Regions from separate parts of the Mus musculus genome. Here regions 1, 3, 4, 5, 6 and 7 are each linked to region 2. Evidence: chromatin contacts called from public Hi-C and promoter capture Hi-C data. All regions are on one chromosome and are shown on one strand. The core of a region is the stretch at or near the end of the contact, and the rest is flanking DNA. Distances in the headings are between cores, read along the strand shown.

Region 1 (3,093 bases), core at 138-2,637, 1.9 Mb before region 2:
CAACACAAACAATTTGCCAGGAACCAGATTCCTTTGTTGTTGTTTTTTAAGACAGGGATTTGCTAGGCACCCCAGGCTAGCCTTAAATATCCTCTTGCCTCCACTCCTAAGCTCTGAGACTACAGCTGTGCACCACCTCCCTCAGATGGACCTGAGCATCTGTATTAACTAACACCAGTCCTCTAGTGACCCAAGTACAGACTTCAATGTGACCACTGCCCCACACCTAATCTCTCGTTTTTGGAGACCAAGAATTAGAGCGACTTTTTCCAAAGCTCTTCACCTGACTTCTCCGCTTTACTGCCCTTCTGTTGATGGACCTGGAAACGAAGAAGCTGACACTGGGCATCCTGTCCGGCAGCAAGAATGTCACCAGCAAGCGCCAAATTCATGGTGGCCCGTGTCTCCGTGTCATGAGAGTGCAGCAAGGAAGCGCTCAGGCACCCGTTGATCAGCTCTAGCTGCAGAAAATGCTGTGAGGGAACCAAAGTGGGCAAAGGTCAGGCCAGCCCGGAAGTCACATTAAATCCTAGTCTCTCTCAGTTGTACTTTTGCTTCCCGCACCTCCAGCTCTTATTTTTTGTTTTTTTTTGTTTTTTTGTTTCTTTGGTTGTTGTTGCTGTTGCTTAGAGCTGTATTCTCTTACTGGAGCTTCTTAATTCATACAGCAAGCAGGGTTTAGATTACTAGGTCCAGTTTACAGAAAGAAAAGAATTCCGTCTCCAGCTGCTTGAAGATGGACAAGACAATGTGCCTTCCTGGAAAAGGCCAGCGTATGAGCCCTGGACCAGCTCTCGTAATCCGGCGTGGACAGTCCTGGATTCGCAGACCTGCACAGCTTTCAGTCTAATTTTGGCTGTCTCAACCACTCTGCTCAGGTGAAACCAGCACCCGAACGGCAATCCTGGGTGCTCCCGCTAGAAATGGGTAGGGACTAAATCAGGGGTACTGCTCACCTCTGCATCCCCCGGCCACCCTGGAATCTCCCTGGGCCACGGTATAACCTGTTCTCAGTGGCCCTGCGTTCTCACCACGCCATTCTTTATGCCGGTCTTGGCAGCTCCTCCTCCGCCCGCAGCGATGAGCAGCCCAGTCTTGGGGTCTATCCGAAGCGCGTACAACGGGAACGGGGCCCGGTACAGCTCCACACCCCGGCGCCGACCCATCCCGCCCGCACGTTCACCGCCAACCCCGCGGAACCCACGACATGCCGCGCCTCGCCTCCGAAAGCTCAGGAACTTGGCGCTAGAGTTTTCCGGAAGACTGCCGACCCCTCTCAGCACTGGACTTGCCACCACTCAAACCACCGCAAGCAGCCGATCTGCGCCCGCGCGGCCGACTGGGTCTTGCAGGCGTTCAGTGCGCACGCGCCGAGCTCCTGGGCTCTCTCTGCGCAAGCGCAAGACGCCAATCCGCGTCAGCACTAGCGGGACGCGCTGTCACGGAACCCTGGCGTCGGATCCGGGTCCTAGCCCCGAATGACGATGAAGCTGCCATCTTTGTGTGGGGCGTGGGAGGTGGGGCTAGAAGAGATTACTGAAGATCAGTAAATCGAATTAAAAAGTTCTCGGACTGGGACAGTCCCCACTTCAGGAGAGATACACAGCAGACTCGTACAAGCCGGGCCTTTGTGTGTTACTCCAGGGAGGAAATGGGTTCTCCCGGGTTGTGTGGAGGACAGACACTCCAAAACAGATTCACTGCTTCCTAATATCCTAATATGAAGAAATCAGTCCCCACTTTGAGAGCATCCTCCGCGGTTGATTGGACTCTTTCTTATGGCTTGACATCCACTTCTGGAACATCGAACTCATGGGACTGGCAAGACTTGAGACTAGGCACAAAAACCCACAAAATCCCAGATAAACCGGGCTATTTGGTTACCCTACTATTTAAGTGTTTTTGGAACATGTTCACATTATAGAGATGTAAGGACCATTATTTGAATATGGTTTATATTTTAGTATTTGATGTCTTTTGCGATTCATAATGAGCCCCAGTCAACCATACATGAATTTATACTACCATGGTGTCTTTTGGACCCATATGCAGCTGAACAAACCACGTGATTAGAAGAAGCCAATTTTAGGCCCATTTACTAGCCTTCAGGGAGGAGAGAGGAACTTGACACTGAATTCAGTCACCAGTGGCCAGTATGTGCCCATATGATGAAATATTTGTTTTTAAAACAACCCTAGACAATAGGGATCAATGAGCTCCTGGGTTGGTGGTCTCATGTAGGTGCTGGATGGATGGATGGTGTGCCCAGAGAGGGCAAGGAAGTACTGCATTCTTCACCCTTTATCCTCCATGTACCTTGCCCTACACATCTCTTCCCTTCTGCTAATTCTGAGTTCTATTCTTTATGCTAGAAGAGAAATCCTAAGGAAGATGGAAGTGAGCTCTGTGTGCTGTTCTGACAACTTACCAGACTGACAGAGGAAGTCACAGGGACTTCTGCTTCCCAGCCTGTTATTTAGAAGTACAGATAGATGGTCAGGACTCAAAGCTGGAGACACTGGAAACGATCCTTTAGGATCAGTCCCTTTGATTTATGGGATCTATCCAGTGTGAACACCTGTGGGTGGGTGGTGTTAGAAATTTCGTTCCATTGTTGGACAGATACCTAGTTGGTGTCTTAGAATTGGAGATGTGTCTGAAAACACTCCATATTTGGTTTCAGAGATGTCCTAAGAAGCAGAACTTCTCACTGTGTGAATGAAAAATGACTAGGCAAACTCCAGTTCACACTGGCCGCTTCTCTTATTTTATGTCAGTTCCTGTTTGTAAAACACTGTTGAGCAAGTGAAAGGAAGGTCGCTAAGCACCTGGCAGCCAGGCTCTAATGCAGTTGTTTTGGTTTGATGGTCATTTCCTGTTGTAGATATTATCTACCACATACTCTTCCCACCCAAATTCCTCCAAGTCTAGGCAAGAACATCATGTGCTATTTCTTGTGAACATTCTACTGCAAATGGTTGTTGAGGGGATGGACAAACACTCTAACTGGGGTTGGCTAAGAAAGTTTGATCCTGATGCCTTTCCTTCCCTTTTGTTTTTGTCGGGGGGGTGGGGGGGTGGGGGTGGGGAGCG
Region 2 (2,741 bases), core at 93-2,592:
GACTGAACTAGCAAGTGGGTCTCATAGCACTCACAGGACAGATTCCCCTGTGTATAGATAGCATCTTGCTATTTGTCTCTGCTCTTTAAGTCATTTAGGATGTGGTGCAGACTCTGAGATCCTCCAATGGACAAGAGAATCTACCTTTCCCACCTCCATTTTTTGAGACATGAGGAATAATTCATCTTTAGATAAGGAGGTTTTTGGCTTTGTTTGTTTGTTTTGGCCTACAAGGTGGGAACAGGTCAGGCCTTCTAGCAGGTTCTTCTTCCCATGAATCCTTACTCTGTAATGAGGCTAACACACAACTTACAGTTTTGTTTTGTTTTTGTTTTTTTGGTTTTTTTTTTTTTTTTTTTTTTTTTTGGTTTTCTGAGATAGGGTTTCTCTGTGTAGCCCTGGCTGTTCTGGAACTCACTTTGTAGACCAGGCTGTCCTCGAACTCAGAAATCCGCCTGCCTCTGCCTCCTGAGTGCTGGGATTAAAGGCGTGTGCCACCACGCAATTTACTCTGGTTGGATGATTTATGCCCCATCTAAGGAAACTACTGGGCCTTCTGCCATGCGAGCCTATTGTAGATTTAACCCATTGTACTCGGGCATTCAATGTTTTGAATATTTTTTTTAATCAAACAAACTTTAAGTTTACTGTACACTTGTTTTGACTTATGTACATTAGGTTTAATTTTGACAACAAAAGAGTATATAATGGGTAATGTAAATTGGTTTCTCCTTCCAAGCTTGTCTCTGTACATGTTACATTTGTACTTATCATTAACTTGTACTTCTTAATTATATTTAACAGTTTTCAATAAGTTAGTAACTCGCTCATGAATTATACACACCCCCGTTTTCTTGCTACATAGCCCAAGAACTCTAGGGAATGTTCAGCACTCTTGTCTCTACAGAACCTGGATTAGGAGGGGGAGCCACCACCCGCAGAGACTTTTGCACTTCTCAATAGCCCTCTGGACCAGGTTTAGTTATTAACTTCGTCAAACACATGGAAACAGCTCCGCGAGGTAAGAGTCGACTCTCTCGAGTTTCTCCTATTACGAAATCACTTCGCTCTTCTGAAACGAAGGTCTTGGCTGTGGCTCTATTTTCAAATTTTCCATGCAAAGCGGGCAGCCCTGTAGACGGTGGCGGGAAACGCCAACGGGAACTCGGTTTGAAGTCGGACTCAACGCCACGCCCCCAGCCTCCCCCCCGCCCCGCCCCCCCCACCTCCCCGCAGCCCCGGAGGAGGAAGTGGCGCGGCCACCGAGACGAGGCGGAGGCTGGGCTAGAGCGGCCAAGCCGGCTGAGCAGGGACTGGCGAGGGGCGGGGACTCGGGGCGGAGCCTCGGGAGCGGCGCGGGCTCAGGTGAGCGCTCTTCGGTGGTGCTGTCTGTCTGGTTCCTAGAGCCCTGGTGCGGAAGCTGCGCGAACTGTGGGGGCTCAGGTGGGATATCCTGAGGAGGTCCTGGGGAGATCTGTCCGGAATCTGGCCTCGGGCCGGGCCTGAGGCGCGCAGGGGCTCTGGAAGTGGGGGGGTTGGGGGGGGGAGTCGAGCGCCAACCTCGGGCTGAGACTTGAGGGGCTTGAAGGAAGGGTCCCTGAGCCAGGTTCGAGGCCCGACTCTTCTTGCAGTTCCCCGTGTGACCTTGGACCAGTCTTTCTCTCACCAAGCTTCCCGGACCGCAGCGGTGAAATGGAGGCAGGACGGTCCGCTGAGAGTTGGTACCAGTAGAGGGGTCGGCAAGGAAACCGCAGCCTTCCTCAGTTCTCTTTTCCCCAGGACATTGTTAGTGGACCGCGAGTCATGGGAGTGCATAACAGTTCGAGTGACCTTGGGCGAATCCCTTGTTTTGACGTTCCTCTACTTATGTGATGGACTAACCTCTTCGAATATCCCTGTACTATTTTGGTGTTCCTGATGCAGACAAAAACAAGGTAGTGCCCCTCTCACCACAAGCCTCCCTTTTAGGTATGCGGTAGAGAAAATAGCTTTAGAGGATGGACGAGATCTGAGCCCAAGTTCCCTTTAATTTTTAAAGCACACTTCTATTTGTTTGTCTCTCTTGGTAATTGGAGGAGCGATATAATGCAAGGGTTGGCACGCCTTTCAGCCGAACAACCACCAGTACCTTCAAGGTCTAAAATTAAAGAGCAAATTTAGGAAGCCTGACATCCTCGATGTTTTTATTTGTGTTTCAGTAGCAGGAAAGCAAGATGACTTCCCTGCTCCAAGATTGGAACAGCTGAAGAAATCACAAGACAAAATGAGAACCACAAAGGTCTACAAACTTGTCATCCACAAGAAGGGCTTTGGGGGCAGTGGTCAGTATTGATTGATATTTGGGGATTGTGTAAGTTGGCTGAAGTTATGATGTGCCTTAAAAATTACCCATATCACAAGGGAGACTGGACAGGTAAGAGTGGAGCAGTATCAGAGATCAGGGATGGTTGGAAATGAGAGCACAGGATCTTTTTGAAAAGCATTCTTCACATTCAGAGTTTGTTGGGTTGTATTTTGAATCCAGGTTTTACCATGTTTCCAAGGCTCATTTAGAACTCATTGTGTAGCCCAAGCTGGCTTTGAACCCATTATCCTCCTGCCTGTGTATCTGGAAATACTCTACCACACCTGAGTTAATTTTCCTCCTGCTTTTGTTTGTTTTGTTTTTGTTTTTCTTCTGTGTAGTGAGTGCTTGGCCACAAGTTTACTAGAAAAGGACTCTATGGACTGCATCCAAGTCC
Region 3 (2,863 bases), core at 71-2,570, 2.0 Mb before region 2:
GCTCCCTCCCACTCCCCCACAGCACAAGATTTTGGGACCACAAAAAAATATATATCTATATATATATATCTATATTTTTGTATTGGGGGGAGGGAGTAGAAAAGAAAGCAGCCCCTATACTGGGCCCTATTCAGTGGCAGCTTCTTGCTCCATAGGGTTAAGGAAGACTTTGAGGAAATAAAAGTTGTTTGGAAAAATCCAGGTGTAGTTGCTTTGTATGCTGTGATGGGTAGGAGAGATGAAGTGAAGTGTGAAGGCCCTCACACCCTCCATCTTGCCTCAGACTATGTCCTGGAACCCTAGAAAAAAGGGGAAAGACCCGAAGTAAGGAAAATGCTGCAGCTTCCTTGCAGGGCTGGGGAGGTCCTTAAGGAGCCAGCCCCCATCTAACCCATTCCCTTTATATTATTTAAGCACACTTGGTTTCCAGACTATGCTCCCTCCCTTTTTTCTCCATGCTTTCTATTTGTAGTCAACCCATAAAACGTCTTTGGCTTCAGAACATGGAAATAAGTCTCCATCTTTCACTACCACGCCCCTCCCCCAAATTACTTAACGCCTCAGGTTCCGTGGGAAAGTGGGACTGTTAAGGGCTTGATCCCCCTATATTGGCAGTTACTGCCTTTATTTGTACTGGTCAGCGCCTCCGTGTAACCATACCCTATAACTTTGGCCTCTATCTCCTGGAAACCTCAAAATGGGGAATGAGGATGGCTCCGAAAACCCATCTTCATTCAAAGAGTAAGCCGTTTAGGGGGACTGAAGCAGAATACATCAAGGCACTGTACACAATGCGAACGAAGGAGCTCGGTTCTGGGCTATCAGGCTTGGCTCGACACTTTCTGACTTGAAGTTCCCTAAGAGTGTAGGCCCTGGATCGGCCTCACCACTCAGCTGTCCAGAGTCTGAGCGCTACTGCCCCGACCGTTACCTGGGGCGGAGAAAGCGCCACTTTCATTCCTGCTTCTTGGGGTTGTTTACTGCCACGTAGTGATAGAGGACCACAAGCAAGAAAAGCGACACGCCCAGCATGTTGGCGAAGATGGCGAGCTGCACGTCCGTGATCATCCTGTGGACAAGGGGAAGGACTGAGCCTCGATTCACGCACTCCTTGCTCTCTCACTAAGCCAGATCCTCGCCACCACGATCCAGCCTCCGCCGGGCTCGCCTATGAAACGGCGCCTGCGAGCCCCTCACCTGACCAGCTTCAGCCGACTCCGACACTACAGACGCACAAACTCGAGGTAGGCGACCTGAGCCGGAACTTCGTAGTGCTAGCTGGGGAACAACGCGGCACTTCCGGCTTCTCTACCCTGCCGTCTCGTCTGCTCCGGCGGCGCGCGCAAAAGAGCCGGTCTTAGGCGGAGCCTAGAATGGCCGTCCTGCGGCGAGGGCGGAACGGGGCGTGGTCCGCTCGGCAGGGGCGGGAATCCCGCCCGGGTCGCAGCTGGCTGCAGCTGGCGCGGCGGAATCCGCGGTTAGCTTCAGACGCTGTGGTGACAGCCTCCCTGGAGCCCAGGAGTGGGTTTAGGCGAGGGTGCAGCAGGCGGGAGGCTGGGCCTGACCTCTAGGCTCCGACCCACTTTCCTGCCCACCCTTCGCTTCCCTGCTCGACCCAGCCAGGTGCTTCCTTAGGGTCCTGCCCTCCCGGTCCCCTCCCAGGCTCGCTGGCGTGGGGATGGAATGGAAGGTGATGCAGAATAGGGACAGGATTGAGGAGGCTAGTGCCCTCACGGGTGGTAGTCTTTCTGAAACCACAATCCTACCAAAGAGGCGGACCATGACAACTTATTTGATCAGTGCCAGTTTCAGGCCAGTGTGGGGTGGGCGTCAGAATTAGGGTGGACTCTCTGATAATCAAAAACCAAACGTGGGGCCTCGGCCAAGTGGGAAATCACCCCACGGGTGTGAATGAGGGGGTAGGAAAGGAAGGGCTGGGACAAGCCAAGAGGGGTCGTAGGTTTGTGGTGAGGAAGAGAGTTGGCTGCAATAGACATTCAGACATCCGAGGGTCATTGGTGAGGGGAGCAGCACCCTGAATCTCTTCAGCCCTCTATCCAGCGAGAAGTAGGTTTCCCCCTTTTTGCTTTCTCCTTAGCTTCGCCATAAAAGGGAACGATGTAGAGCCAGACAGGGCCAGGGGCTGGACTGTTGCTCTGGAGCTGTCAGGGGTAATGGAAGCCAGTTGCCCTGCGGTAAAGGGGGGGCCTGGGCTCAGGGGAGGCCTCTGCTTCTCTGAGCCAAAGAAAACTCTACAGGAGCTGCTATAGGGCTGGAGCAGCTGGGACAGGGGACCAGATTGCCTCCTGTGTGCACAGTGAGCTGGCTTGCACTATTCCAATGTTGGTTTCTCTGGTCTCAGACTATCAGTGGTTTGTGTCCAGTTTGCTCATAAGCTCAATACTTGCCTTCAGTAGTTAGTTTACAGCTGCCTACCTCCTCCCACCATGTCCAGCCACCACCTACTGTTTCCCAGAAGTTTCATATTTAGAAATCCCGGGCCTACGTGCCCTCCACACAACATGGTTAAAGCCTCAGACGTGCTCTCCCCAGGCATTCCTCTATGAGTTTGTGTGTCCTCAGCTCTGTCCTGAGAGAGTGATGTCTAGATTTTAGGATTACACATTATTATGCTTCGTGTCTCCTGGAAAATTGGAGCAGATCCAAGTCCAACCACTTAGGTATGCAATTGAATCAGAATTAGTCTATGGTTTTAAAAGAAGCAGTACCTCTAGGCTGCCCGTGGCCCGAGAAGCCAGCTTCAGCCTTCAAAGAGCCAGAGCAGGGTGCATAGCATCCTAGACAGCACAACTGAGAGGCGCTTCCACGACTTGTTACTGTTATTTTATTTCCTTATTGGTAA
Region 4 (3,082 bases), core at 540-3,039, 1.8 Mb before region 2:
TAAGAAAGGAACAGAGTGCTAACTGTAGTCAGTCATTCATGGAACAGTATAGATTTCAACTATTCTAGTGACAGATTAATATACCCTGCCCTCCAAGGAAACAGAGCATCTTCTGAACTGTATTCAAACAGTTGGGCACATATTGCCTAGTTGGCAGGGTGCGGTTCCCACAGACTAATCCTGAACTATAAGCCTCACAGGACAAAGAAAAAGTCTGAACTTGGGCCACATGTTCTACCGTCTCTGGGTCAAGGATTCTAAGGGGCTCTGGTTTACCTAAAGGGGCCCCAGGCCTTGATATTTTGCAACACCTTGAGTTTTCTTTCTCTTTGGCAAGCTGTCACTGCTATGGGAAGATGAGGAGGATAGACAAGGAGGGTGACACACACCTTTAATCCTTCTGGAGGCGGACGGAGAGGAATCTCTAGAGTTCAAGGCCTACCTTGTCTACAAAGTGAATACCAGGACAGCCATATCTGTAGAAATACGGTCTTGAAAAAACAAAACAAGCCGGGCATGGTGGCACACGCCTTTAATCCCAGCACTTGGGAGGCAGAGGAAGGCGAATTTCTGAGTTCGAGGCCAGCCTGGTCTACAGAGTGAGTTCCAGGACAGCCAGGGCTACACGGAGAAACCCTGTCTCAAAAACAAAAACAAAACAAAAAATAAAGAAAAAACCCTTCTAGACCAATCCTAGCACACAGGGGGCAGACAGGTGGATCTCTATGAGTTCCAGGCCAACCAAAGCTACACGGTCTCAAAATAAAACACCAAGTGGTCGGGTAGTACCGATTTGGTTCCTCTGCTTCTAGAGTTTCCTGATTAATTATCTGCGTTGAGAAACCACGAAGCCTCTGGGATAGAGGAAGAAGAGGTAAGCAGACAGGAAAACGCCAAGCCAGCAGTAACACAACTTTCATACGATCCAATTCTAGGAAAAGAACAGTGGCTTTCTACAAACTCCACTGATTCACAACAGTGGACATGTCTTTTAAAAAGGTCTCACATTGCATGGGACTTATCTGCAATGAAAGGTATTGAGGTTTGTGGGTTCATTTCTTTCAGTACTGGGGACAAGACTTAACTAGGAATGCCAGAGCTAAGTCCTCACCCTCTTCCCCCTTTGAAATATAAGGGAACACCTGCAGGGCCAACTGTCACCAATATCTAGGGCTTAATATTCCTCAAGATCTGAATGGCCTTTCTCATTAAAACAAGATATCCCACCAGCTAAATGTATTGATAAATGCAAATTCAGGATTTCCAGGCAGATACCTGGAGCCTGTGGAATGGAAGCATTGGCAGGCTAATTGAGATGAGCTCTAATTGTCTCTAGTTACCTTTTGAGGAGTCGTCACCCAGAGCAATAGCTGTCCCCTTAGGTGTGATGGGTCTCTCCCAGCGCCCTTCCAGTCAGACCTGCTGCTGTTCTGCTTGCCTTGCGTCGGTGGTTCGGCCAGGGCTACCAAAGTTCCTACGTTCTTTCCGAAACCAGCATTGGTTTTTCCCCCTTGGCAAGGCAAAGAACATGAGTTAAGGAAGCGTCTTTCCCGCTTCGCGTCCTTGCCCGGGCTGCAGAACACTACGCAACATTAAGGTGAAGGGTTCCCAGGCTCGTGTTCTCTTGCCAGCGTTTGCCCTTCGCCCTCCGATCTTCACTCCTCCATCACCCTTACCCTCTCTCGGCTCAGCTTTCCCCTTCTCTCCGCACGTGGCGAACCCACGACTTTGCACTAGTATTTAAGACCTTCCCCAAAGCCCACACCGAGAGGCTCACCCCGCCCCGCCCCTTCCAGTCCCGCCTCCAGGCGACTGAACTCAGTCTCTCCGGCCCTGCCCAATCCCCGCCTCGCCCGGCCCATCCTACACCCGCCCTGCCCACCTTTGAGATCTCCACATGAGGGCAGCTGGCCCGCAGGCCAGCCCGGCCCGGCTCGGCTCGGCTCGCACCTCCTGACTTGGTGACAGCGGGACAGCAGGACCCCGCCCCCTACCCCCGCCCTCCCGGGTCCCAGCGCCGCCATGTTTACTAAGGGCGGATGGAGCTGCCCGGGCGTCCGCACCGGGCTGAGGGTCATGCAGTAGCTCAAGGCAACTAAGCGCTAACTGGACAGGCCTGCGCTCCAGGAAGAATGGAGAGATGGTGGGTCTGTCCACCGCGAGCAAGCGCAGGACAGGAGCTCAGAATTCCGCGAGCAGCCCGAACCTGCGGGCAAATTACGCCTCGGGCTCCACGGCTCGTGCCCCGGGCGGACCAGGCCACGCCCCAGAGTGACAGGATTTGGAAGCTAAGCCTCGCCTCAAGGCTGGCGCGTGACACGCTGGGGGCGGAGCCTCGCGCTCGGTTCTCGCGAGCTGTCAAGACGGTGGAAAGCAGTGGGAAATGGCGTCTCGGGAGTCAGGCGGCTCTCGGGCGGCCGCCCTGCTCCTGGTTCTGGGCGTGGAGAGGGCCCTGGCTCTACCTGAGGTACAGAAGAAAGTTTGAGATCTGGCTGAAGAAGGTTGCTGGCCGTCAGCCCGGAATCCAGCTCGCCCGCCGGTGTCTGTCCCTTTGGCCAGTCGGAAGCTCAGATTTTTGTCCCTGAAGCTTCCCCGGGCCCTGTGCCTGCGGGGATGGTGTTGTCCAGTACTCACGTAGTGCAGGCCACTAGCACCTTCGCCCTGCCCACATTCAGAGTCCTTTGAAATTTGATCTCCTTGCTTTTGAATAATTTTAAATAGTGCTTCCCAGACGAGTCCCAGGGTTCTTCTGCCAGCTCTCCTTGCACGAATGCTGTGCGTGGTGCAATGGCACGACTATCTATCTATCTATCTATCTATCTATCTATCTATCTATCTATCTATCTATCTATCTATCTATCTATCTAAATATATAGTGATGCTTGAGTACGCTGTGTACCTGCAGCCCTTTAACACTTGCCAAACCATGCCTGTCAGGTGGAGAAGTCTCTGGAGAGGACACAGTATAGTCAAGTAATAATGCACAAACACGAGGATCTTCTCTCGTACAGTGCGCTGATTTGGTGCGGGGGTTTTAAGGGAAAAAAATGGGTTCTGTTTACAAAAGGCACTTTTCCGCTTT
Region 5 (3,069 bases), core at 458-2,957, 1.7 Mb before region 2:
GTGTACTGAGAATATGTTTGTAAGAAAAGCCAAACAATGATGTAAGCTAAGCTTAGGAGAGTGGCCATCTAGCCAGCCGTAGTGGTTTACATTTGTAATTTCAGCATTCAGGGGGCTGAGAAGAGACAGCTGCAAGTTTAAGGCCAGTCTGGCTACAATGTGAATTCTAGGTCAGCCCAGGGTTGTGTGACTCTTGTCTTAAAAATGAAATAAAAACTGGAATATATGAATTGAAAGAGAGGGATCCAACAGAGTTCCAAAGCTGATTACTGAAGGATTCCCTTTTAATATGATTTAAACTTTAGATATATGACTGTTTTATACACTTCACAATAAACATTATGTATAAAAATGGAGTAAGTTACTTCAGCACTTGTTAGGTGTGTCATTTAATGTGGACTCATTCCTGCTAACAGACCTTTGGAGGCGCCTATGCATGGAGACAATGTGCTCAGCACACTATAAAGTATAAGAGGAAAGCATTTAATTTCCCAAGGTGGGGTCTCTTGGGGGCAATGCTTTTTAAGAATGGACTACTTAGGCTAGGCAGTGGTGGCACATCCCTTTAATCCCAGCACTTAGGAAGGAGAGACAGGTGGATCTCTAAGTTGAAGGCCACCCTGGCACACAGATTTTCATGACAGCCAGGACCATACAGAGAAGTCCTGCCTTGAAAAACAAAAACAGAAACTATCACCTAATTTCTTGAGGACTTTAAGTCTTGCTCGACAGACTGTGCATCTCTCTCTTTTAGATTTATTGTTATCATTTTAAACTGTGTGTGTTTGTGCAAGTGAGTGCAGATGCCCCAAGTGGTTGGAGGTGACAGAGCTCTCTGGAGCTGGTGCTACAGGTGGCTCTGAGCTACATGACATAGTGTAGAATCCTCTACAGAGCAGTATGCGCTGTTAACCTCTGAGCCACGTCTCTATTTCGTCTCCCCTCCAGCATGGGTCTCAGAAACAGCTCACCCTCCAAAACAGACATAATAGTTCAGGAGAAGGGAAACACTTCCGGGGGGGGGGGGCTAAACTGGAGGAGGTAGGTGGTGTCGTGATATGGGCCTCCTCCTCCACCTCAAATCAGCTGCTCTAATTATACTCTGGTCCCAGAGTGACACTCACCAGCTGTCAGAACCTGGACTTTCCACGGATGTGCTGCCAGGGCTCTCTGGTATGCTCGCCAGAGTGCCATGCTCCCTGTCAAACCAAGAGGATAAGTCACTCCCATTGCCCCTCACAGTAAAGAACATGCCTGCCATTTCCTTATGCTCACTCTCCTTACTTCCAAACTCTGCAAGTGACAGAGGCCTCAGAAAGCTTGCTTACTGGGCCGTGCCCCTGCCTTGTGGTCACTATTCATCTGGAAAGGAAGCAGTTTTGAGTAACCTGGTCCTGGTCCTGAAGCAAGGCATCCAGTCCTGATTAAGACACTCATGAAATTAGACTTACTCTGGCTTCCATCCAGAGTCTGGGTTCCATCCCCCAAGTAAACACGATAGGTCCCCAGATTCAGTTGGAATCTCCTTTATAAGAGTAACTACACACCAGAAATAAACCAAGACCTGGATCTGTAAGGTCACATGACCTGCAAGAACTCTCAACCCACAGTGCTTCAAGTCTCTGAATGCCAAGAACCTCCGCTCACCTGAGTGCCAGCTCTGCGCAGAACCTTCTCTCACGTGACCGAAGCTGGTCCAGGGACTTCCGTATCGAGCACCGCCTCTTCCGTCTGCCTGCGGGCCGGGCTGTTGTTTGGACACAAGCAGTCCAGGAGGAATGCAGGTGGGTGGGGCCTTTGATACCCCTTGCGAGGCGGCTCAGCCGACCACTTAAGGGGAGTGGGCAGCCCCCTTCTCGTGGACTGCACCAAACATCGGTGTAGGACAGTCTGTGCTTCCCTGTAACTCGGCTGCCCCCACCCCCCACCCTCGTTCTCCCCAGACTATCAGGCCAGACTGTCAGTCTCCCGGAGGTAGTCAGGTCTAGACGCCCTTCTCAGTTTGGAAACTTGAATGCTGAAGTAGTGCAGGTATACCCAAGCTCCCAAGTGAGCAGAACTCAGACTTGTTCTATTTTTTTTCCTTGTTCTTTATACCAAATTTTTAAGTTTTGTCTGAAAAATCTTTCTGGACAAGCAGTCAACTTTCAGAACCACTGGCTTAGCAGAACCTGAGAACGCCCGTGCTAGCTGTCTTAAGTTTGGTCATGAATTTTGTAAAATGACCCTGTCTTGCAATCAGGGCTCCTTGAATTCTAGGGCTGTACAAGAGGCAACTCAATGGAGGGTTTGTTTTGCTTTATGGGTTTCTAGAGTCATGCTTTGTTTGTTGTTTTTCCAAGACAAGGTTTCTCTGTGTAGCCCTGGCTGTCTTGGAACACACTCTGTAGACCAGGCTGGCCTCCAACTCAGAAATCCACCTGCCTTAGCCTCCCAAGTGCTGGGATTAAAGGAGTGCGCCACCACACCCGGCTTCTAGTCATGTTAAGCAAAGAGGCATAAAACTATATTTAAAAAAAAAAAAACATTTTAGGAATCTTAATCTCCCTCTAGTTTTAACACCCAACTCCCTGCAAATCCCTTCCTGAGGTAGGTAAAGATGTATACGTCTCCAAGCCTTGAAAAAGGTCAACTTATTTGATGTCTGTCCACCCCCAGCTCAGTTAGTCAGTTCCTGTATGATTAATGAAGGATGGATTCTATTAGAGAGAGTAAGAATTCAGGGGAATTAGATTCTTGTGTACAGAACATGCTAAAAGAATTTCACTAGTAGACATAATAAGGGAGTCCAAATGTGCAAGATTGGAAGGTGTTTTTAAGCGATATGGATTCAAGCCTTATTCAGATTGCTTAACCTCTCAGAACCTAATTGTCATTACATAAAATAGTACCTACCCCATGGAGCTCAGGGGTATATGAAAAGCACCCCAAACCGAGAAAATGCTTAATATCATTTATCTATCCTCCCTTCTCTCCCACTAGAGAAATATAAAAGTCCCTTAGTGAGGTTTGACCTGGGAGTTTCTGGAGGGGAGAAGATACCAGGAGGGAAGTGAGCCCAGGATCTTG
Region 6 (2,958 bases), core at 163-2,662, 1.8 Mb after region 2:
TCCACCTGTCTCCGATTCCCCAGAGATTAAAGCCACAGCACAAACGGCACTCACAAACTTTTATTTTTTAAAGTCAAACGAACGTCAGCAGTTACATAGAGAATGCCATTTGTTGAACTGGTTTTGAAAGGAAGGTACAATATACTCTTGAGATGGGGCCATAAGAACAAGGATGGAAGCTATGAGGTTATCCCCAAAAGGTACTATTCCAGTGACTTCCCAAGGGACAAGCTCATGAAATTCAGAGGAAGGACAATTTCCAAACATTCAAAGAGCATACTCTGTAAACCCTATCCACGGGACGAATACTGTCATGGTCAAAGCATACAGAGCAGTGGTACAGGGCAGCTCAGAGCTCAGAAGAGATTGACTCTTAGGCCCTAAAAGCTCCAAGAAGAGTCAAGAAGAATGTATACCTGGAAGATCCCAAGGAGGAAGGGTTTCCAGAGGAAGCGCATTCGATATCAAGCAAAGGAGAGGCAGTGTTATGCCTCAGTCCTGATCGTTTTGCTGGCTAGTTTAAGGCAAACTTGACACAAAGTATAGTCATCAGAAAGAAGGGAATTTCAATTGGAAAAAAATACTTTCATAAGACCGGGCTGCAAGCAAGCCCAAAGAGCATTTTACTAATTAGTGATTGACCGCGGAGGGCCCACCTATGTGCTAGCAGCGGTCCTAGGTTCTTTAAGAAAGCAGGCTAAGCAAGCTATAGAGAGCAAGCCAGTAAGCAGCACCCCTCATGACTTCTACATCAGCTCCTGCCTCTAATTTCCTCAATGATGGAAATATATAAGTGTAAGCCAAATAAATCTTTTTCTCCCCAAATGGCTTTCACTAGCCACTGGGCATAGTACGCAGAACCTGGGTAGAGCCTATCCCCTCACCTTCCTGATGGCACGAGCGCGGGACACCCCGGGCAGGCCCACATCGTGGCGCGTCTTCCTGCCAAGGATCTGGAACTTCTGCCGGTTGACTTTCACTTCAAATGGGTTTGGGTTAGTTTTCGCCGGGCCTCCGGACGCCCCTGCGGGCGCTTTGTGGACCTGCCTCCGCGCCCCAGTCCGCTTGGCTTTCCCCATGACATTCACTCCGCCACACTTTGGACGACAGTGCGTACAGACCAAGCAGTTCAAGAAACTCGTGCATAGGATGCTGATGTAAAACCACGCCCAGCTTCGTCTCGCGATGAGTGCGTCAGCTTCCCGTATTTCGCGAGAAGTACACAAGTCCTGGATGACACTAAACAGGCACTACAGTTTACTGGATTAAAGACTACAACTCCCAGGAGGCCACACTTCCTCGACTTCCTGGCGCTGGGCCTTATGGGATCTGTAGTGTCCCGAGAGCCGCCACAGTATCCTCAGACGCCGCCCCGAGGGGAGCTCTCGGGCTCCCTCTGGAGGAAAACCGTTAGCCGGGGCCCAGCTGTCTTGCGAGTTAACTGGCGGCTGCGGCTGCCGCTGCTGGAGCTGTCGCCGTCGCCGCTGGAGACCGCTCTCGAGTTTGTAAGCTCCTCGGTAGGGTAGGGCGCGGCGAAGGTTGAGTGCTGCCCAGGACCCGGCGCTGAGGAGAGAGTTACGCGCCCTGGGCCTGGGCGATGATGCTGAGAGGAGCTCGAGCTACCGCGCGCCGGCGCCGATAGCGGAAGCCCCTTGCCGGGACAGCAACAGAGCTGGAACCCGTAGCGAGCCTACCCGTGTCCCATCTCCGCGGCGACCGCGACGGCGACAGCGACGGCGACGACGGCAGCGCTCCTGTTGGCAGTTGTGGCGACCCCGGAGGAGGCGGAGGAAGAAGCGACAGAGACGGTCGCTGTCGCGGAGGGCCACCGTCCAGAAGCCGCGTTCCTCAAAGGACAAGGGATGCCCCGAGGCTTCTGCCGCGGGTTTAGGATCTCCTTCCCCGCAGCCTTCCCCGTCTCCATTGCCTCGACTCCGAAAAGTTCGACGTCGGAAACCGCGGCAGCGACGGCGCAGGACAGCGATCATGGAACTCGAGAACTTCGTGGCCAACAATCTGTTGCTGAAGGCCCGTCTAGGTGGGTGCACCCCGGGCTCCCCGTCTCCCCGAAGGTAGCGCCTCCTAGGAACTTTAACCTTGGAGAGAATCCTGATTCCTTGGTACCTTATTGTCTAATAAGGGAGTTTTGATTCTACTGGAACCAATTCTGGATTGGAGCTGCAGCTTAGCGGGTGTCAGTCAGTGATCCTGGGCTAACTTTTGTTGTTTTGAAACAGTAGCGCTAGCCTAACAGGCACAAGGGGCTGATTGAGTTCCATCTCACTCTCAGCGCTGCTAATCTGAAAGACAGAGTATGGAAAGTTATGCATTGCACACTTTCTAGGATTACCCAGGCAAAGGTTCCATGGGAAGTAGACGCTATTAAGAAGCTTCAGTGTGTTCACCTCACAGAATGTGAAGTATATTCTTTGAGAAAAACCAGTGAGTAACAGATGTTTTTGATTTTTCTTTTTGTTCCTTTTAAAAATTGATTTTAGCCGGGCAGTGGTGGCGCATGGTGGCACACGCCTTTAATCCCAGCACTCGGGAGGCAGAGGCAGGTGGATTTCTGAGTTGGAATCCAGCCTGGTCTACAAAGTGAGTTCCAGGACAACCAGGGCGACACAGAGAAACATTGTCTCGAAAAACCAACCAACCAACCAAACAAACAAAAAACCCCACAAGTCCATTTACGTTCCAAGTGATTTTCAGGAAGAAGAATCTTAATTGGACAATATAACTATTTTCAATATGGGAAGCCCTAACAAGAAACATTGTCAGAAATTTCTTATAGTGAGTGGTGTCCAGAATTGAATACCAAACTAAGGGCTTTGAAACCCCTGTGAGCAAGGAGCAGAGAGAGGAGGCTTGAAGCAGGAAGATCCTCTGTGCAATGGCAGTCTAGGCTCCATAGTCTGCGAACTATGGAGTAGACTATGAGTTCTACTATAGTAGAAC
Region 7 (3,141 bases), core at 327-2,826, 1.9 Mb after region 2:
AGAGCTAGCACTGGCACTGTGCATCTAATAGTGCCATTAGTAACAGAGGGGACATAGAATCTAAAGGCTGTTTCTCTGCTCTCCTTCCCAGTTTAACAGCGGCGGGCTTATACCCCTACAGTAACAGTGTTGGTTTCTGTATACTTGGCCATTTCGAGAAAATGGAGTGCCTTATGGCCATGGAATAGGGCATTTGATTCTTACAGGTAGCCTGAAGCTTCATTGGGTTTCTCACTGCATGGATCACCTCCAGACAGCTTTTTCTGAAGCCGGAACGGTTTTGTTTGTTTGTTTGAGACAGGGTTTCTATGTAGCTCTGGCTGTCCTGGAACTCACTTTGTAGAACAGGCTGACCTATAACTCAGAGATCTGCCTGCCTCTGCCTCCAGACTGCTGAGATTAAAGGTGTGTTCTATCACTGCTTGGCTTTTTCCTTTTCCTTTTTCTTTTGAGACAAGTTCTGATACAGCCCATGCTGACTTGAATTCACTATGAAGCCAAGGAAAACCTGGAACTCCTGATCCTCGTTCTACCTGCAGAGTACATGATTACCACCCCTGGTTTATAAAATGCAGGGATTGAACTCAGAGCTTCGTGCATGCTACTCAAAAAGCATTCTACAAGTGCTGTGATTAAAGGCATGCACCACCATGCCCGGTTGAAGCCAACACTTTTTGCTGGGCAGACTGCAGGGGCAGCTTGGGTGTATCCACACCATTTTCAGCTTCCTGCTTTAATTGCTCACCTTTGGGAGATGGAGGCTCTAGAGACAAGGACTTCAGCGCTGGTGGCAATGAGACCCCTTGTAGGTCCTGGCTGGTTGCCACAGCACTTTCCAGGGTCCGTGTCTCAATGTAGAGTGTGTGACCAAAGTTGCATGAAACACAGCCTTTCTTTGGACAGTAACTACTGCTGCCTGCCTGAAACCCTTTCTCAGCCTTCGCTGCCTGCTTGAAACCCTTTCTCAGCCTTCTCTACTGCAGACACTTCTGGGGCTTCGGGGTCCACGGATCATAAAGGGTTCTTTGGTCCTGAATACAGGTCACTCTGGTTCCCTTCTCATTGCAGGGAGCTCCCAGCACGCTGCGTTCGGGAAGCTCAGGCCACCACCTGGCTTGTGGAAGAGAGAGCTGCTTTGGGTTTCGGGTTCCGAGCTCCACAATCGCTTTCCCGGTGACTCCAGGTGTAGGGTGGCTTTACGCAGGAAAATTTCTTCGCTGTCATTCCCCTTTCCAACCTTTTCTTCCTTCCGGGTCTCCCCAACTCCTCTGCCCACCTCCTCACTTCTTTTCTATCGCTGGTGCCAGGGAGCCGCCCTAAAGCCCACTCTCCGCTCAGCTCCGTCCCTCATCTAGCAGCCCGCCCCGCCCACCTCATCCTCTTGCTTGGCCCTCTTCACTAAGGGGGGCTGGCTTTTGCGGGAAGGGGCGGGGCCACATCGGCGGGGCGGAGAGTCTTAAACTAGCAGAGGCCCCGCAGGCCTGCGTCCTGACTTCGGGAAAGAGGACGACGCATCCGCCTGTCAATTCTGCGGGTCTGGCGTGGCCTCGTCTCCGCCGGCATGACGTCACGGGACGCACTCGCCGCGAGGGTTGCCGGGACGGGCCCAAGATGGCTGAGCGCCTTGGTTCCGCTTCTGCCTGCCGCGCAGAGCCCCATTCATTGCCTTGCTGCTAAGTGGCGCCGCGTAGTGCCAGTAGGCTCCAAGTCTTCAGGGTCTGTCCCATCGGGCAGGAAGCCGTCATGGCAACCCTGGAAAAGCTGATGAAGGCTTTCGAGTCGCTCAAGTCGTTTCAGCAGCAACAGCAGCAGCAGCCACCGCCGCAGGCGCCGCCGCCACCGCCGCCGCCGCCTCCGCCTCAACCCCCTCAGCCGCCGCCTCAGGGGCAGCCGCCGCCGCCACCACCGCCGCTGCCAGGTCCGGCAGAGGAACCGCTGCACCGACCGTGAGTCCGGGCGCCGCAGCTCCCGCCCGGGCCCCGCGCCCCTGGCCTGCGTGCTGGGCATGGCCAACACTGTTCCCTGTCCAGAGGGTCGCGGTACCTCCCTGAGGCCAGGCTTTCCCGGCCCGGGCCCTCGTCTTGCGGGGTCTCTGGCCTCCCTCAGAGGAGACAGAGCCGGGTCAGGCCAGCCAGGGACTCGCTGAGGGGCGTCACGACTCCAGTGCCTTCGCCGTTCCCAGTTTGCGAAGTTAGGGAACGAACTTGTTTCTCTCTTCTGGAGAAACTGGGGCGGTGGCGCACATGACTGTTGTGAAGAGAACTTGGAGAGGCAGAGATCTCTAGGGTTACCTCCTCATCAGGCCTAAGAGCTGGGAGTGCAGGACAGCGTGAGAGATGTGCGGGTAGTGGATGACATAATGCTTTTAGGAGGTCTCGGCGGGAGTGCTGAGGGCGGGGGAGTGTGAACGCATCCAATGGGATATTCTTTTTCCAAGTGACACTTGAAGCAGCCTGTGACTCGAGGCACTTCGTACTCTCCTGGCGTTTCATTTAGTTTGTGGTGTAGTGTAGTTAAACCAGGTTTTAAGCATAGCCAGAGAGGTGTGCTTCTGTGTGTCTGCAGGCAGTTGGATGAGTTGTATTTGTCAAGTACATGGTGAGTTACTTAGGTGTGATTATTAATAAAAAACTATATGTGTGCATATATATGAAAGAGTCGACTTATACTTAACTGCCTATCGATTTTTTGTTCTATATAAAACGGATACATTGGTGGTGCTCAGTTTTCACCGGGGAATGAATTTTACTAGTGTTGCAGACAGGCTTGTTTTAGAACATAGGCCACTCTGACTCTGACTTTGTGCCAGTAAAAGTTCCTGTTTAGTTCTTTGCTGACATCTTATAGATCTTTGGAAGCTAGCTGCTTGTGACTGGAGAGAATATTGAAACAGAAGAGAGACCATGAGTCACAGTGCTCTAAGAGAAAAGAGACGCTCAAAACATTTCCTGGAAATCCATGCTGAGTGTTGAGCCCTGTGCTCTCTTGCAGCTCAGTCCTTTCTCTCAACTCTGGGCATTTTATTTCTAATCTGGATTTGTATAATTAATAAGGAGAACTTTTGGGAACAACCTACTAAAGAATGTCATCATTAAAACTCACTTAGAAAATAAGTGTTCTGGTGATATCATTGAGCTATGT

What was found. Promoter capture Hi-C pulls out the DNA fragments that hold promoters and counts their contacts. Hi-C and Micro-C count contacts between places; a contact is called where the count stands out from the background.
Region 1: a promoter capture Hi-C map of pre-B cells shows a contact between it and region 2, with 2.7 times the contacts expected there. The contact joins the promoter of Preb here to the promoter of Depdc5 in region 2. A contact is called at or near these places in 2 of 39 promoter capture datasets (liver and pre-B cells).
Region 3: a contact with region 2 is called in a Hi-C map of muscle stem cells, with 9 times the contacts expected there. The contact joins the promoter of Ost4 here to the promoter of Depdc5 in region 2. A contact is called at or near these places in 4 of 39 promoter capture datasets (the C10 cell line, embryonic stem cells, liver and 1 more), 4 of 484 Hi-C or Micro-C datasets (the Ba/F3 cell line, CD4 T cells and muscle stem cells), 2 of 115 datasets of contacts at active chromatin or transcription factors (astrocytes and embryonic stem cells) and 1 of 9 other capture datasets (adipose tissue).
Region 4: a promoter capture Hi-C map of liver shows a contact between it and region 2, with 6 times the contacts expected there. The contact joins the promoter of Slc5a6 here to the promoter of Depdc5 in region 2. A contact is called at or near these places in 7 of 39 promoter capture datasets (cranial neural crest, frontonasal cranial neural crest, hippocampal neurons and 3 more), 1 of 484 Hi-C or Micro-C datasets (B cells), 2 of 115 datasets of contacts at active chromatin or transcription factors (bone marrow-derived dendritic cells and thymic regulatory T cells) and 2 of 9 other capture datasets (adipose tissue and liver).
Region 5: a contact with region 2 is called in a promoter capture Hi-C map of liver, with 8 times the contacts expected there. The contact joins the promoter of Mpv17 here to the promoter of Depdc5 in region 2. A contact is called at or near these places in 4 of 39 promoter capture datasets (hippocampal neurons, liver and neutrophils), 4 of 115 datasets of contacts at active chromatin or transcription factors (astrocytes, bone marrow-derived dendritic cells, embryonic forebrain and 1 more) and 1 of 9 other capture datasets (adipose tissue).
Region 6: a contact with region 2 is called in a promoter capture Hi-C map of liver, with 10 times the contacts expected there. The contact joins the promoter of Grk4 here to the promoter of Depdc5 in region 2. A contact is called at or near these places in 3 of 39 promoter capture datasets (liver and pre-B cells), 2 of 484 Hi-C or Micro-C datasets (B cells and uterus), 2 of 115 datasets of contacts at active chromatin or transcription factors (astrocytes and large pre-B cells) and 1 of 9 other capture datasets (liver).
Region 7: a promoter capture Hi-C map of liver shows a contact between it and region 2, with 5 times the contacts expected there. The contact joins the promoter of Htt here to the promoter of Depdc5 in region 2.

Annotation. Positions count from the first base shown.
Region 1 is chr5:30,958,940-30,962,032 of GRCm38.p6, forward strand. Preb (prolactin regulatory element binding) reads right to left here and starts at 1,388. Exons shown (of 9, transcript NM_016703.3): 1 at 1,032-1,388; 2 at 284-473. The coding sequence starts at 1,166.
Region 2 is chr5:32,862,379-32,865,119 of GRCm38.p6, forward strand. It overlaps Depdc5 (DEP domain containing 5), which reads left to right and starts at 1,343. Exons shown (of 43, transcript NM_001170567.1): 1 at 1,343-1,443; 2 at 2,199-2,321. The coding sequence starts at 2,264.
Region 3 is chr5:30,906,468-30,909,330 of GRCm38.p6, forward strand. It overlaps Ost4 (oligosaccharyltransferase complex subunit 4 (non-catalytic)), which reads right to left and starts at 1,321. Exons shown (of 3, transcript NM_024460.4): 1 at 1,198-1,321; 2 at 932-1,069; 3 at 49-299. The coding sequence starts at 1,068. The coding sequence ends at 955. It overlaps Agbl5 (ATP/GTP binding protein-like 5), which reads left to right. Exons shown (of 16, transcript NM_001374737.1): 16 at 1-197.
Region 4 is chr5:31,046,290-31,049,371 of GRCm38.p6, forward strand. Slc5a6 (solute carrier family 5 (sodium-dependent vitamin transporter), member 6) reads right to left here and starts at 1,790. Exons shown (of 18, transcript NM_001360022.1): 1 at 1,677-1,790; 2 at 1,341-1,510. Atraid (all-trans retinoic acid induced differentiation factor) reads left to right here and starts at 2,351. Exons shown (of 7, transcript NM_027855.4): 1 at 2,351-2,467. The coding sequence starts at 2,384.
Region 5 is chr5:31,152,544-31,155,612 of GRCm38.p6, forward strand. Mpv17 (MpV17 mitochondrial inner membrane protein) reads right to left here and starts at 1,708. Exons shown (of 8, transcript NM_008622.6): 1 at 1,648-1,708; 2 at 1,125-1,199. The coding sequence starts at 1,194.
Region 6 is chr5:34,658,967-34,661,924 of GRCm38.p6, forward strand. Grk4 (G protein-coupled receptor kinase 4) reads left to right here and starts at 1,413. Exons shown (of 16, transcript NM_019497.2): 1 at 1,413-2,038. The coding sequence starts at 1,987. Nop14 (NOP14 nucleolar protein) reads right to left here and starts at 1,182. Exons shown (of 18, transcript NM_029278.2): 1 at 885-1,182. The coding sequence starts at 1,079.
Region 7 is chr5:34,760,164-34,763,304 of GRCm38.p6, forward strand. Htt (huntingtin) reads left to right here and starts at 1,577. Exons shown (of 67, transcript NM_010414.3): 1 at 1,577-1,946. The coding sequence starts at 1,744.